Regions from separate parts of the Zea mays genome. Here all the other regions are linked to region 4. A link is a contact called in public Hi-C data. All regions are on one chromosome and are shown on one strand. Each heading gives the region's core, a stretch centred on a gene start, on an enhancer-like site or on the middle of the called end of the contact. The rest is flanking DNA. Distances are from core to core; before and after follow the strand shown.

Evidence for each region. A called contact is a pair of places that touch in the nucleus more often than the background predicts.
Region 1: a Hi-C map of tassel shows a contact between it and region 4, with 2.0 times the contacts expected there. The contact joins the promoter of LOC100275355 here to the promoter of LOC109944053 in region 4. A contact is called at or near these places in 2 of 25 Hi-C or Micro-C datasets (ear and tassel).
Region 2: a contact with region 4 is called in a Hi-C map of tassel, with 2.3 times the contacts expected there. The contact joins the promoter of LOC103643033 here to the promoter of LOC109944053 in region 4. A contact is called at or near these places in 4 of 25 Hi-C or Micro-C datasets (bundle sheath, ear, endosperm and 1 more).
Region 3: a contact with region 4 is called in a Hi-C map of leaf, with 4 times the contacts expected there. The contact joins the promoter of LOC100273525 here to the promoter of LOC109944053 in region 4. A contact is called at or near these places in 3 of 25 Hi-C or Micro-C datasets (ear, leaf and tassel).

The regions. Positions count from the first base shown.
Region 1 is chr2:189,875,928-189,879,236 of Zm-B73-REFERENCE-NAM-5.0, reverse strand. LOC100275355 reads right to left here and starts at 1,557. Exons shown (of 5, transcript NM_001360666.1): 1 at 1,157-1,557; 2 at 427-875. The coding sequence starts at 1,318.
Region 2 is chr2:189,208,716-189,211,686 of Zm-B73-REFERENCE-NAM-5.0, reverse strand. It overlaps LOC103643033 (copper transporter 5.1), which reads right to left and starts at 1,604. Exons shown (of 1, transcript XM_020548505.1): 1 at 291-1,604. The coding sequence starts at 1,328. The coding sequence ends at 876. It overlaps LOC103647463 (a long non-coding RNA gene), which reads left to right and starts at 2,397. Exons shown (of 2, transcript XR_562860.4): 1 at 2,397-2,776.
Region 3 is chr2:189,822,314-189,825,780 of Zm-B73-REFERENCE-NAM-5.0, reverse strand. LOC100273525 reads left to right here and starts at 1,704. Exons shown (of 6, transcript NM_001147943.1): 1 at 1,704-2,309. The coding sequence starts at 1,858.
Region 4 is chr2:189,526,211-189,529,525 of Zm-B73-REFERENCE-NAM-5.0, reverse strand. It overlaps LOC109944053 (probable GTP diphosphokinase RSH3, chloroplastic), which reads left to right and starts at 1,342. Exons shown (of 6, transcript XM_023301674.2): 1 at 1,342-2,566; 2 at 2,664-2,849. The coding sequence starts at 1,880.

The sequences.
Region 1 (3,309 bases), core at 308-2,807, 350 kb before region 4:
GTTTTGATCGAAAACTAAAGCATGAGCCATCAGAAGTGGAGAGTAGCCAGGTTAGCCCCAGATTTTAACAATCATATTGTGCAGTTCTCAAGGAACTGTAGAGATTCTACCATGTCTAGGAAGTAAGGTAAAGAAATTACAGTTCCAAGTATGATTCACATGGAGTCATTTAACAATTTAACACAGGTCAGCTGCTCAGTCTGCAGCTTTAGCAACAGCTAAGTTCAGAAGAAGCTAGCAAAAGTCACAATTTGTATCATCTATCTGGACATGCTCTACCAAACACCAGGTATTCACAGCGTCACACAAAAAACTCAACCAAGTTTGCTCAAAAGGATAAAACAAACGGAATCATTTGTGATCAAGTAATCGACTTGTGAAGCAGGACTGAAAATTCATCCCAAGGAAGGAGCGAAAGGAACGCACCTGAATCGAATGCGTTTTAGGTCGTTGCCACCTTCCGCCAGTGAGACGAAAGTGATGAGCACACCGGGCTCCACCTGCGCCACCCACTCCTTGGCGTCGTCGTCCTTGCCACCACATCCGCCAGTGGCTTCTGGCGTCATCTCGTCGTCGTCGTCATCGCCGGCGGGGAAGTCGGTGCCGGTGCGCACGCTGATGGAGGGCGTGGCGTCGCCACTCGACAGGGCGGCGCCTCCGCTGCGCAATCGCGGAGTCGAGGCCGCCGAGCTCCCCGCGCGGCGGTACGCGTAGTGGAAGCGGTCGGAGGCCCCCGAGTCGGCGTCGGAGCCCCCGAAGGCGCTGCCGCCGCGGTGGTGGTACGGGTGGTGCCGCCGCGAGGCCGCCGCCGAGGAGCCCGCGCAGGGCTTGCATTGCCGGTACGCGCCCGACGCCTTGAGCGCCATGTCCTTGATCTGAAGCCCCCAGAAAAAAAAAGGTCCCGTCAGTTGGCACGCCCGAACCAAATCCCGTCCGATCTGATTCTACGGCCTCGGACGAGGCAGGAAATTTGGCACAGGTTGACAAATCGCAAGAGCCTGAATCCCGACATGTCTGGGCTGGATTCCAAGCTCTAAGTATGAACAGGGTAGATTGCAAGGGGGTGGAGGTGGGGTGGTGAATCTGGTAAAATTCAGACCAGAATCCACTCCCTGATAAAAAACCAAAAGAATGTCCCGAGAAGGCGAGAACCCACCTGGGCGGTGAGCGCCTTGATGGCGTGCCGTGTGCTCGGCGTCGCCGCGCCGGCGCTGGTGCCGGCGCCTCCACCAACGACATCGTCGTCCTCCGGCGGCTCGTGCAGTGGCGGGCCGCCGCCGGAGAACTGCTGCTTGGAGCACGCGATGCACGTGAGCATCCTACGCTACGCGGCCGCCAAGGTCTGGTGACGGACACGGACGCGCGGTGACAGAGAGTGAGGCGCAGAGCATGCAGAACCCGAGGCGAGGGCGGGCGGCGGCGGTGCGCTTTTATAAACGGCGTCGGCGCGTGTCACGGTGGCCACGCCTGGCCTGGCGCGAACACGGGGCCTCAGCCCAGCCGCCGCCTCTCTGATCTCGTGGAGCTCGGGCTAGTAGCGGCATTAATGGCGGGCTAGGATCTGGCCTTGATGGCAGGGGGCGCGACGCGAGGGGCGAGTGGGCGTTTGTTTATCTGCGGCTGCGCCTTAAATGATCGACGCAAAGTTTCACTGACGCCTTAAATTTTAATCCGTGTGGGCTGCGTCTGTCAGTCGGGATCGCGATGCCTTTTTCACTCGTGCAGCGTGCAGGTGCTCCTGCCAAGCCGTGGGGGTAGGTAGGTAGGGTTCCTGGAAAAGTGAAGAGAAGGCCAAGGCCTGCAGCGGAAGAAAGTTCAAATCTGCCGTGACTCGACTGCTCGAGTGACTGCCGTCGTTCCGTCAAGAACCGACCGTTTGAGAGCTGACTGTGATTGAGGTAGCAGTCGCCGTCGTAGGAGAGACGGACGACGGGTCGAAGGCCGTTTTGCTCTTTTTTTTTTGTGTGTGTGTGTGTCTGGTTTGTACAGTACATTGTACTCTGCCCTCGCCTCTGCAGCTCTGCTCATCCGCTATGGGCAATGGCCGCCGGCCGCCGCACCAAAGGCCAAAACCGAATGAGTGATGTGACACCGCTTCGCGCGCCAACTCGTCATCCATCCAACGGCGGGGCACCCCACCTGGCCATCAATCATGCCCGCTCCGCCTCCGCTCATCAATCAAAGCGTCCGCCCATCATCCGCGTAGCGTAGGCGCGTCGTCGGAAGCCAAGCCAGCCGGCTCCCGCGCCGCGGCTGCGCTGCGGTTGCGCATACTCCTCCGTAGGCCGGGAAAGCACGGCGCGGAAGGAAATGTCTCCGTACACACCTCACGCATGAGTGGAGTGGTCGAGGGGGGCGGGCACATGCGCGCGGTGGGCGGGTGGTCAGTGGTGGTGGCGGGGCGGCGGCATCGAGCCGGAGCCGGCGGGGTAGTGGGGCTCGTGCTGTCTCCCAACCAACTAGTAGTAGCCGCAACTGCTCCGCTAATCCTTTTCGTCTTTAGTTAAGGCTGCTTTGTCTGCATCTCGGCTTGCAGCATGATTACTTTGATCAGGGAGGGGGGCGTTGGCTGCCGCCGGCCTGATGAGGAGGCCCGAGGGGTGGGGAAGGCTCCGTCCTCCGTTTCGTTGAGCCCGGAGACCGCTGGAGGTCGTCTGGTAGACGATGAAGACAGCCATTTCAGAGGCACGAGCCGGTCGAGGTCCCGGCCCATCATCCTGGCCCTTTTGCGGCGCCCTGTCGCCTTTGAATGTTTTTTTTTCTTTACTTAATGGGCTTTACTGCTGAGATAACCATGGTCTGGACTGGACCGGACCGGACAGCGGACATGGGTATGCCTTGTCATCTGATGGACTGATCCAGTGATATAATCAATGGAGTATTTGTCCCGCCTTGTGCCTACGTACACAAGAGTGTCTTCCAGTTCCAGACTTGCAGTCGTGTATGGGCACGGCAAGATACGGGGATGCCATCAAAGGGACAAGGGTGTTGAGAACTACGTTACCACGGATCATCAGATCCGCTCCCTTCCCTCCCGTCAGCAGTAGAGGCGCAAGAAGATGTAGAGAACCCGTCTCCCTTCCCATAAACACGACAGAGGAAACACACGAGACACTGGATATAGGGTTGGGCCTCTGGCCTCTTTCTGATCTCTGTTCCATATGAGGGGTACATGTTCTATATATAGAAACGTGATTGCCCTCAGGGGCATATTCGGTATTTGCCCACATAACCCTTCATTAGGGTTTCTCAACACTTCCCCTTGGGCGAATACCGCGACCAACACATGCCTCATTAAAACTCCCAAAA
Region 2 (2,971 bases), core at 355-2,854, 320 kb after region 4:
CCATTGTCAAATGGGCTGCTTTGCCATTGTCAATAGTCGACCGCCCACTGCTAAAGTGCTAAGCATCAATGAACGCATACATTTCACAATCCTGGCAGGCTAGACTACATTATTAGCTCAGCATAAAGATAACAAAGCATCAACGAACGAATGTGATGATATAACCTGAAATTTTTACTGGCAATTCTAAACAAGTCTGTTTTTTTACAGTCGACGGGGGGACGAATAGTCCCCACCTGATTAAATTTTTCATATATATACACACAATAGGAGTGCTTTTACAACAAACATAACAATGGTTTCCCCATCCATTACCTTTTGCTGTACTTTACAAACAGGCTTACAGGCGTAGGGACAGGTAGCTACGGGGTACAATTCATAAACAGGCAATAGAGGACAAGCCTTCCCTTTCTAGTGATCATATGTAAGGATCTGTCCAATAGATTGTGTATATGACCGCGTAAAACATTGTTTTGCATCGTAGTACTGTTTATAGAGTGAAAGTGAGATAGAGCTGATCGAGATAGCCTAAGCTAGCTATCTTCATATTCTTCCAAATTGAATAGATATATATACTCCATGCAGTTGGCCTTTCCGTTTCTTGGATTAGTAACATCGCAAACAAAATAGATATGTTCATTCTAGAGCTTGTCAAATTTGATCTCAAAAACAGTTAAACCATCTCCTCAGAGGCTCAGATACATTAATCTGATTCTTTACCCTACAATGCACCCCAAACACACCTGAACACTGCAAGTCCTCCAAACGCACAATTGGATCTGTACATGATTTTTTATTATGATACCTGTGTTATACTACAACATCAACAAGCAAGGCAAACCTGGGGACAAGGCAATCCGGCGAGCCCGACACCCTTACGCGCAGGCGCAGGGGTTGTCGACGACGACGAGATCCTCGCCGTCGCTGCTGCGGAACGCGAGGTACCCGAGCGCGAGGCCCACGACGACGGCGATGAACACGCCGCCGTTGAACGACATGATGGAGAGCATGAGGAGGTAGCCGAGGCCGGAGTTGACCCCGAACATCGCGGCCACGGCCACACGCGGCGGCCAGCGCCCGGCGAAGGCGGGCGCGAGGAGCGGCGTCCGCGGGTCGGAGCTGGCGGGTGGAGGGATGGAGGAGGCTGGCTTGGCGGATCCTTCCGCGATGAGCTTCACGCGGACCCGCAAGGCCTCGAGGTACTGGTAAAAGGCGGCGGCGAGGAGCAGGGCCACCAGGGAGAGAAGGTAGCCGAGCCACGTGGAGGTGCGCCAGCCGTCGAATAGGATCGTGGCGGACTTGCCCCAGTAGAAGGTCATGTGCATCATGTTGGCCGGCGGCGAGGGCGGAGAAGGAAAAGATTGGGACCTGGGATCGGCGAGGGGAAAGAAGGAGGAGGATTGCCGGCGAGGAAAGAAACCGGTGAGATTTTAATAGAGGGATGCGGCGGGTGCGGCATGAGGCACGCCGTTTGGATCAATTTACATCCGAGCCACTGGAATCGGGTCGGTTTCCCGGCAAGTAGGCGGCGGTGGTAGAGGAGGGGTAGTACGCAGTGGGTAGGTGCCGTGTCCGGTAACAAGGCCAGCCATGACAAATGGGCATGTATGTTTAGACTTTTTTTTCTGACTAGTTTTATAAGAATCTAGCTGGAAAGAATCGATGTGTAGATAATCTGGGCGTTTGGAAATATTGATTCTACGTGGGCTGATTCTAAGCTCCCATTACAAAATGTCCAAAATACTCTTATGTGTCAATTATCACGCTAATGTGATCCGTTCGTGTACGTAACATTTTTACTTGCCTATTTATTCATAACCGCCATAAAAAAAACTAAATTATTCCGTAATTCCTAAAATAACGGTGCATGCAACAAATACCCTACACTACGCGCTACATGTGGTTTACTCCAAAATAACATCATTATAGTATAATGGACGAATGTAATGATGGTAGAAACAAAAGGTACGGAAGGCCATTGGCCAAGCATCGAGAATCCGACCGACTTCTTCCAGACGCGGCAGGATGGTCGCTTTTCTCAGCCTGTGTAACAGCAGATTCAGCGCCAAGCGCTTGCCGGAAAATCAGACCAAATAGCTACGTGTTTGGCACCTAAAATCAGCTTTTGACGGACAGAAGCTGAAACAAACAAGGAATATTCCATTCGGCGATCGTGAAAAGAATGTGATTTTAGTTCTAATCTTTTATTTCGACTATCTAAAACGATGGTAAAATTATAAAAAATGTATTTTTCTTACATCATATAGGAGTGTTATCAAAATATATTGCATGATATTCCTAAATATATTTATTAATATTATATAGATTGACCAAAATGAAGATGCTTTTATTTGGCGCTATACTATAGAGCTGTACTTTATCACAACAGAGCGAGTACCATGTTGTTTGGTGCTGGTGGTGGGTGGGGGGAAGGGGCTCCCTTAGGCCATGTTTGGTTATGGAGTTACCGGCCGGGATGGAGCCCAGAACCCCATGGATCGCTCCCGCCTGGAAATTATCCCTGTCCATCAGAAATGCGCGTTCGGTTAAGCCCGACATGGGCTACTTCCCGGCCTTTCCTCGTCACCCAGGCCTTGGAACTAGGCCCGGTCGCTGCGGGGTGGGAAATATCCCGGAGGCACGCAGGCAATAGGCCGCTCATGGATTAGGGCAACAGCCACAAAGGGCACGCCGCATACGCGTGACAACTGTGGCACGGAGACCGGATTCCTCACGCCTGCTGGCGTCGATCTCCTCCGGAGGCTGCTTCTCACCGGTATTCTTCTTGCTCCCTGTCTCAACTAGGGCGTTTAGGGTTCTTGCGTCTCTTCTTAGATCCAACTGCTCAGGCGACGGTGAGTTCTTAGATCAATCCCAGCGAGATTCGGTGCCAGCTCCCGAATCCATCGGTCTAGCTATCTGAGTTGATCGGCACCGTGCGAGCCGGCGGAAACAGAAGCTGCTGCCGCCT
Region 3 (3,467 bases), core at 455-2,954, 300 kb before region 4:
CAACCGAACACCCGCAACACAATTGATTAAAAATAACAAATAACAAAAATAACATCGGACACCTAAATCGAATGTCTTAGACCATCTTCAATAGTTCACTCATATGGTCATCTAAAACATTGTTTTGTACTGTAAATTGTACTGTTCGCATAGTAGAGTTTGAATATAGGGATGATGATGAGTAAGCTGCTGGAGATAGCCTTATATACCAATAGGTCATGTCTCGTATACGAGACCAGTGCAGTCCAAAGTCTAAAATGCTTCTTCTCCATTGCAACTTTAATCACAAGTTGTAGGGCCTACTGGGATTACACTACAATGTATACCCGCATAAAAGAAGCGCAATCTAATCCAAGTAAATCAAGGCAAAGACATATATATAAAGTTAAAATGCCATAAGATACCGAAGTTTGGAGTCCCTCCAGTCCTATTATGATGGATGAGAAAAGAACAATTTCATCGATGAGAAATGAACGTTTCAGTTTCAGCATTACACTGATTGTGATCGAATCACAATTGTATTGGTGGTAACTGAAATGGTCTCCTATCACCACCCTTTGAGTGCCAGTCTGGCCCCATGGACTGTCATGAGTCGAGCCAGCCAACTCGCAGCTCCTACCTCGCCTCACCGTATTCCATGTACGGAAACACGAAGCCTTCCTACACCTCTAGAGTTACGCGTATTCCATTTACGGAAACACGAAGCCTTCCTACACCTAGAGTTAGGAAATGAGTCGTCTCAACTCGTACCATTTCCATATTTTGACCCATCTATTCAGGGGTGAAGCCAGAATTCAAAATTAGGAGGACCAAATTAGATTAGGGGGCTATTAGAAGCATTTTTACACTATTTACATAAAAATTAGCTAAAAACCTAAGATATCCTGTAGAATTAGGGGAGCATTAGGGGAGACATTGCCCCTCTGCCGTCGCCCCTGCATATATTTTCGTATTTAGAAAAAAAATCAAAAATAAGATGAACATGGAAGATGATCTATCTCATCCATTTTTGTACAATCCCTTTTTATTCGGCTTGAGCCCGTATTTATTCTATATATAAAAAATCCAGAATCGGCCCAGTATGTACTAGTGCAATAGCTAAAGTCTCATATACTTACGTCACAAATTATAATATGAGATATTATTCTAGCCATTGGTTCTCCTCGATGACAAAGTGCCTAAAAACTCAAACAACATCAGTCATAGTTATATATACATCACTAACAAGTAAACAACGATAAAAATATTACCTCTTTGTATCTATTTATTTCACGTTATTATCTTGTTAGTCAGTCACCGTTTAGCCATCAATAAAATGCATATTTACATTAAAGTATAAGTTTTCGCTTAATAGTTCAGTTCCCGTTCATTTTCTATACCGTTTATTCCTTTTAGTTTTCGCTTTTGACTATTCTAAATCCGATCCTTTTTAGTCATAAAATATGGAAATAAAAACTGGAGAGAGGTTTTAACAGCCGTTTTCGTCGCTAGCACCTAGCCTTGTGGCGTTGTTGATCCCTACATCAGAGATCAGACGCACATACCTGGGCACCTGGCTTCGCGATCCAGTCGATTGGTATTACCCGCCTACGTGCACCGGGCACAAGGGAGCGGTCGCTGTGGACCTGGGACGCCGCGGTGCCCCGTGCCCCCAGACCCTTCTCTCCCTCTCGCACGACCTCAGAGGCTCAGACAAGCGCGAACCCCGCGAAGCTGCCAAGCCGCGACTGCCCCTCGACCTGCCCGCTTCCTCCGACGCCTAGGGTTTTCTACCGGGCGCCGCCGCCGCAGCCGCGGCCGGGGATGCAGGTGGCCCTGCGCAGTTAGCCGCTTTTGGATCCACCGCCGCCGCGCGCCATGTCGCTCCTGCGGCGGCGGAAGCAGCAGCAGCTACCGCCCTCGGAGGGCGACGGGTCCGACCACGACGACAACGACAAGGGGAAGAAGCCGTCCTCGTCCTCCGCGCCGCCGTCCAAGGAGCCCACGAGGCGGACCAAGGCCAAGTGGTCGTGCGTGGACAGCTGCTGCTGGCTGGTCGGGTGCGTGTGCTCCGCCTGGTGGTTGCTGCTCTTTCTCTACAACGCGATGCCAGCTTCGTTCCCGCAGTATGTCACCGAGGCCATCACGGGGCCGCTCCCGGACCCGCCCGGGGTCAAGCTGCAGAAGGAGGGGCTGCGAGCTAAGCACCCCGTCGTCTTTGTCCCCGGCATCGTCACCGGGGGCCTCGAGCTATGGGAGGGACACCAATGCGCTGAGGGTCTCTTCCGCAAGCGGCTATGGGGCGGCACATTTGGTGACGTATACAAGAGGTGCTTTATCCTCCTACTATTTTGTTGTTGTTTTTTTGTTTCCGGAATCACAGTCGTCCTCGTGAATTTAACAGTAACTAGAACTGCAGTGTGATTGGTTTTGAAAGGTTATTTGTTTCTTTGGTTGGTTGGACCTATCAATTGGATGTTTGTTGCCTACATCACATGTTCTTTAAGTTTACTTTATTTGGTCATTGATATTGTCTTTATAAAGTGCAGATTCAGTGTTTTGCTAATGTTACTGGGAATAGTTATGTGTTATTACCTTGTATTGTTTCGCAAATGTTACTGATTGCTAATCAACCTCGTCTTTTATATAGTTTTATTTAAGCATTAAGAATTTAATTCCTATGAGACTTTATAGCTGTCTTTTCAGGAAATTCTTCTTTTCAGAGACTCGGAGCTATCTCAGTGACAGGGTACTCACTGAGATCTCGGCAATGATAATTCCTCTATGATTTATCTTTTTTGTTTTATGCAAGGGTCCAAAAGTTCATTGTACTTTGATTTGGCCTTGTGCTTGGTGAGTAGGTTGGCAGCCTGTTTGGTCCCAATCTCTGTTTTAGTTATGTAGCTTCTCAAGATCTGAAATATAGCAGCAAAAACGGCTTACTGTTGTCTTGACGCAGTGTTTTTTTAGAAAGCGCTGAAAATTTTCTTAGTACCACTAGTGGAAGTGTGGAACTTGAAGTGTGCAATATATGCACTTTGGACCTGCATGGTGCTGGTGTCTTGTGAAACTATAAAGCACCAACACTTCTCTTGTACTATTTCCTTGCCCTTTACTATTCTTTCTCATCCTACTTGGTTTAGGTGGACACATGGGAACTGTTTTTATGTCGTGAAGAATAGTTATTTTTCTAAATCATGTAGTTTCTAAACTTTCAGAAGAAAACTGCATTTTGCATGAAAAGCTGGAGCTTTTTTTCTGGTACTAGGCATGCATAGCAAGGTTTCAGAAACAATTTGGTCCCCTCTAGCAGTTCTACCATTCAGGTCTTGCTTTTATAGAAAGATCCATGTTGCCTGCAATGTACTTTCTGGAAAGTGTACCGACCAGAATTTTGATCTTATTAGTCTTGTGCTGTTGAGCTATCCATGTATACTACAGGGAAAAGAAATGCCTTAGGGCTAGTTTGGCAACCTCATTTTTCTATG
Region 4 (3,315 bases), core at 93-2,592:
GCAGCTGTAGCACCTTCTAGAAAGTTTTTTAATTATTATTGTAGGAGCATTTTGCTTTTGTATTGCTTTTATCGGTATGATAATGGCGTATTGACATCATATCGAGGGTGATTAGCTGTGGCCAGAGGGACGTGAATGAATAAGGTTTTGCATACGGCAAATTTTATTTAGAAAGGACATGTCTCGGTTTGTCCAATGACTTTAGGCGTAAAGTAGTCACAGTAATCTGTAAAAGTAGTCGCAGTAAGACCACCATAGATGTCATTACCCAAATCTGTAAAAAATTGTTTAGCCGATTGGGCGTCTAGCTGACAATGCTAATAGAAGTTTCACCATTGATTGGGCCACAGCGACGGACGCTAAACGGTATAGATGATTAAATGGATCGTGCTAAACGGATCGGTACATTTTTTTGAAACATCCAACAATTTACATATTTACAATATCTATTGGCTATTGGATACACACAAACAAGAGCCCAACTGTAGCCGATCGTAGCCAGTGGACGTTCGCCTCTAGTACGAGGCCGCGTGAGTTTGATTCCCCCTCTCCAATGTATATTTTAGCTGTTTTTTTATCTAACAGAAACATGTGAGTCTGATGTATCATGTTGGATCGGACCACCTGTTGGAGCGTCTATACTGAGTGAGAATGCAAAAGGATGGCACAAAACCACATCGGCGGGTACATGGCCGGGAGTGAGGAAGGAGCCGCCAGAGCCATTTTTTGGCACTAGCTTCTTCCAAGTGGTTTCGACTTCTAAGTACTCTTCGTTGGGAGTTGTTTTTTGGCACCATATAGAAGGCTCTTGCACGAAGTCAAAACCGGTTTGGGAGCCCTCCTAAACAAACTTTGAGAGTAATTTCATATATGCTCCAAGCATTCACTCGTGAGGCTAGTTTTAAAACTTGTTTGGATCTCATGCGCTAAACTTTAGCTCTGCTAAAATTTAACACATGCATATGGATAGTGTCAAAATTTATCACGTGATATCCCTAATTAATATAGGATGGGAGAAAGAGAGAGTGTGGGGTGAGGATGGTAGGAGATGTTTTTTCTTACCTTGGCTCGCTTTAACACATCTTGATGGAGCTAAACCATTAATAACTACCACTTCACTTTTAGCACTCTCGTTTGGATCTTTTCGGTGCTAAAGTTTATAATCTTCTATAGAATAAAACGCGTCATCAGCCGTTACGATATCCCGTCTGTTATTGCTAATACAATAGATAAAAACAGTAGAACATATATATACACATATAAGATAGAAGTCTAAGATTATGATATATAGAGCTTTCACGGGCTTAGAATTTAATAAGAGTATAAATGATTAAGATTAGGATTCTTCGTTTCCATACAACACTCTCACCACCAATACTTGAATCTTTCGCTAAAGCTGACAGGACCAGCAAAAACAAAACTAGTTAACGGCCAAAACTCCGGCAACACGATAGAAGATTCCGGGCGGTTTCGAGATATTGGATGCCAGCCGCTTTCCCATAATTAGCGCGGAGGGTCCCAAATTCGTTCTCTTCACGCACACGCAGTAGCAGACTGGACGCAACCTAATTTAATTCGCGAGGGAAAACAGGTTTCCCCATTTCCCAGCTTTCTCCTCGCCCTCCCCACCAAATTCCTCCTGCTTGATCGCACCGAGCTCACTTTCGGCATTGAATTCGTGTAATCTGCAGATTTGATTTCAGCTGTTTCCACCGCCTAATTACTACACATTTTTTTGTCCGATTAATTCGTCGACTCCACCTACTGAGATCAAATCTGGGCATCAGATTCTGTGCTGCCTTCGACGTCAATCCCGTCTGGTTTCGCCGCGGAATTCAGTTTCAGTTCGAGCGCGTCAGAGGCATCCCCGATTCCGGCGATGTCGTTGCCCGCAATTTCCCTGTACACCAGTCCGCCGGGCGCGGTCTACTCTTCGGAGTTCGACCCGACCTCCCGCGGCTCGTCGCCGTGCACCACCGCTGCGCTCCTGCCGCCCGCTGCCTCGCACCGCTTGCCCTCCGGCGGCGGCGGCGGCGGCCTGTCTTGCCTCTTCTCCTCGCCGGCAGCTGCGGCCGCACCACCCCGCAACCCGGCTCATGACGACCTCGGCGCGCTGTGGCACGATAGATCCGACGACCTGAGCGCCGCCGCCGGCGGGGGCGGGTACCCCTACTCGCACTCGCACTCGTCTTCACCGCTCAAGTGGCGGGACCCGCACCACCACCACAGCCCCGTGTCGGTGTTCCAGGGGCTGTCCTCCTCTTCACCATCCCGGAGCCCGCCGGCTTCTTGGCTCGCCGCCCGAGACCGCGAACGCCTCTTCGCTGGTTTCGTGCGCAACGCGCTCGGCTCCTGCGTTGACTACGCGCCGCCCACCAGCCCTCGCCCGGAGGTCGGTGCGGGCGAGCTCGCGTTCGAGCTCGACGAGAACCTCTTGGAGGCTGGCCCTGCCTGCGAGCCATATGCTCGAGAGCTGCTCACCAGTGCCCAGGATTGCCACCGCATCTTCCACGAGGAGCTGGTCGTGAGGGCCTTCTTGGAGGCCGAGAAGGCTCACCGTGGCCAGGTAAATAAAAAATTCCAACCTCTAGCTGAATCGCTCGTTCCTGAATAGTCTGTGCATTAGTTACTGAATCTTGTTTCTGCTTTTGTTCTGTGATTAGATGCGGGCGAGTGGTGATCCATACCTGCAACATTGTGTGGAGACAGCTGTGCTACTCGCCAAGATTGGCGCAAATGCAACAGTTGTCTCGGCTGGGCTTCTGCACGACTCCATTGATGATTCATTCATTGACTATGATCACATATTCCATATTTTTGGTGCTGGGGTTGCCGATCTCGTGGAAGGGGTATGCGTTCCTTTTTCCTTAGATCTTGAGTGTTTTTAGTGGGATTGGAAAATACTGTTATTTCCTCTGTGTATTATCTAGTTGTTGGCTGAATCAACTGCCGTTATTTGAGGAGATTGGAGGGGATTAAATCCGCTTCTATTTAAATTTGAATAGGAGGGGATTAAATCCCCTCCAATCTCTCTCAATCAACTTCAAACCTAACAAGGTCCAAGGGGGTGTTTGGTTTCTAAGGACTACTTTCTAGTCCCTCCATTTTATTCATTTTAGTTCTTAAATTGACAAATACAGAAACTAAAACAGACGTATTTAGCAATTTAGGGACTAAAATGGAATAAAATTGAGGGACTAAAAATTAGTCCCTAGAAATCAAACACCCCATAAGTCAATGATCATGTGGTGCTTTCATTTAACTTGTACTAATGAAAAATTATCCATTTGGATCAACCCAATGTGTGACTTATGC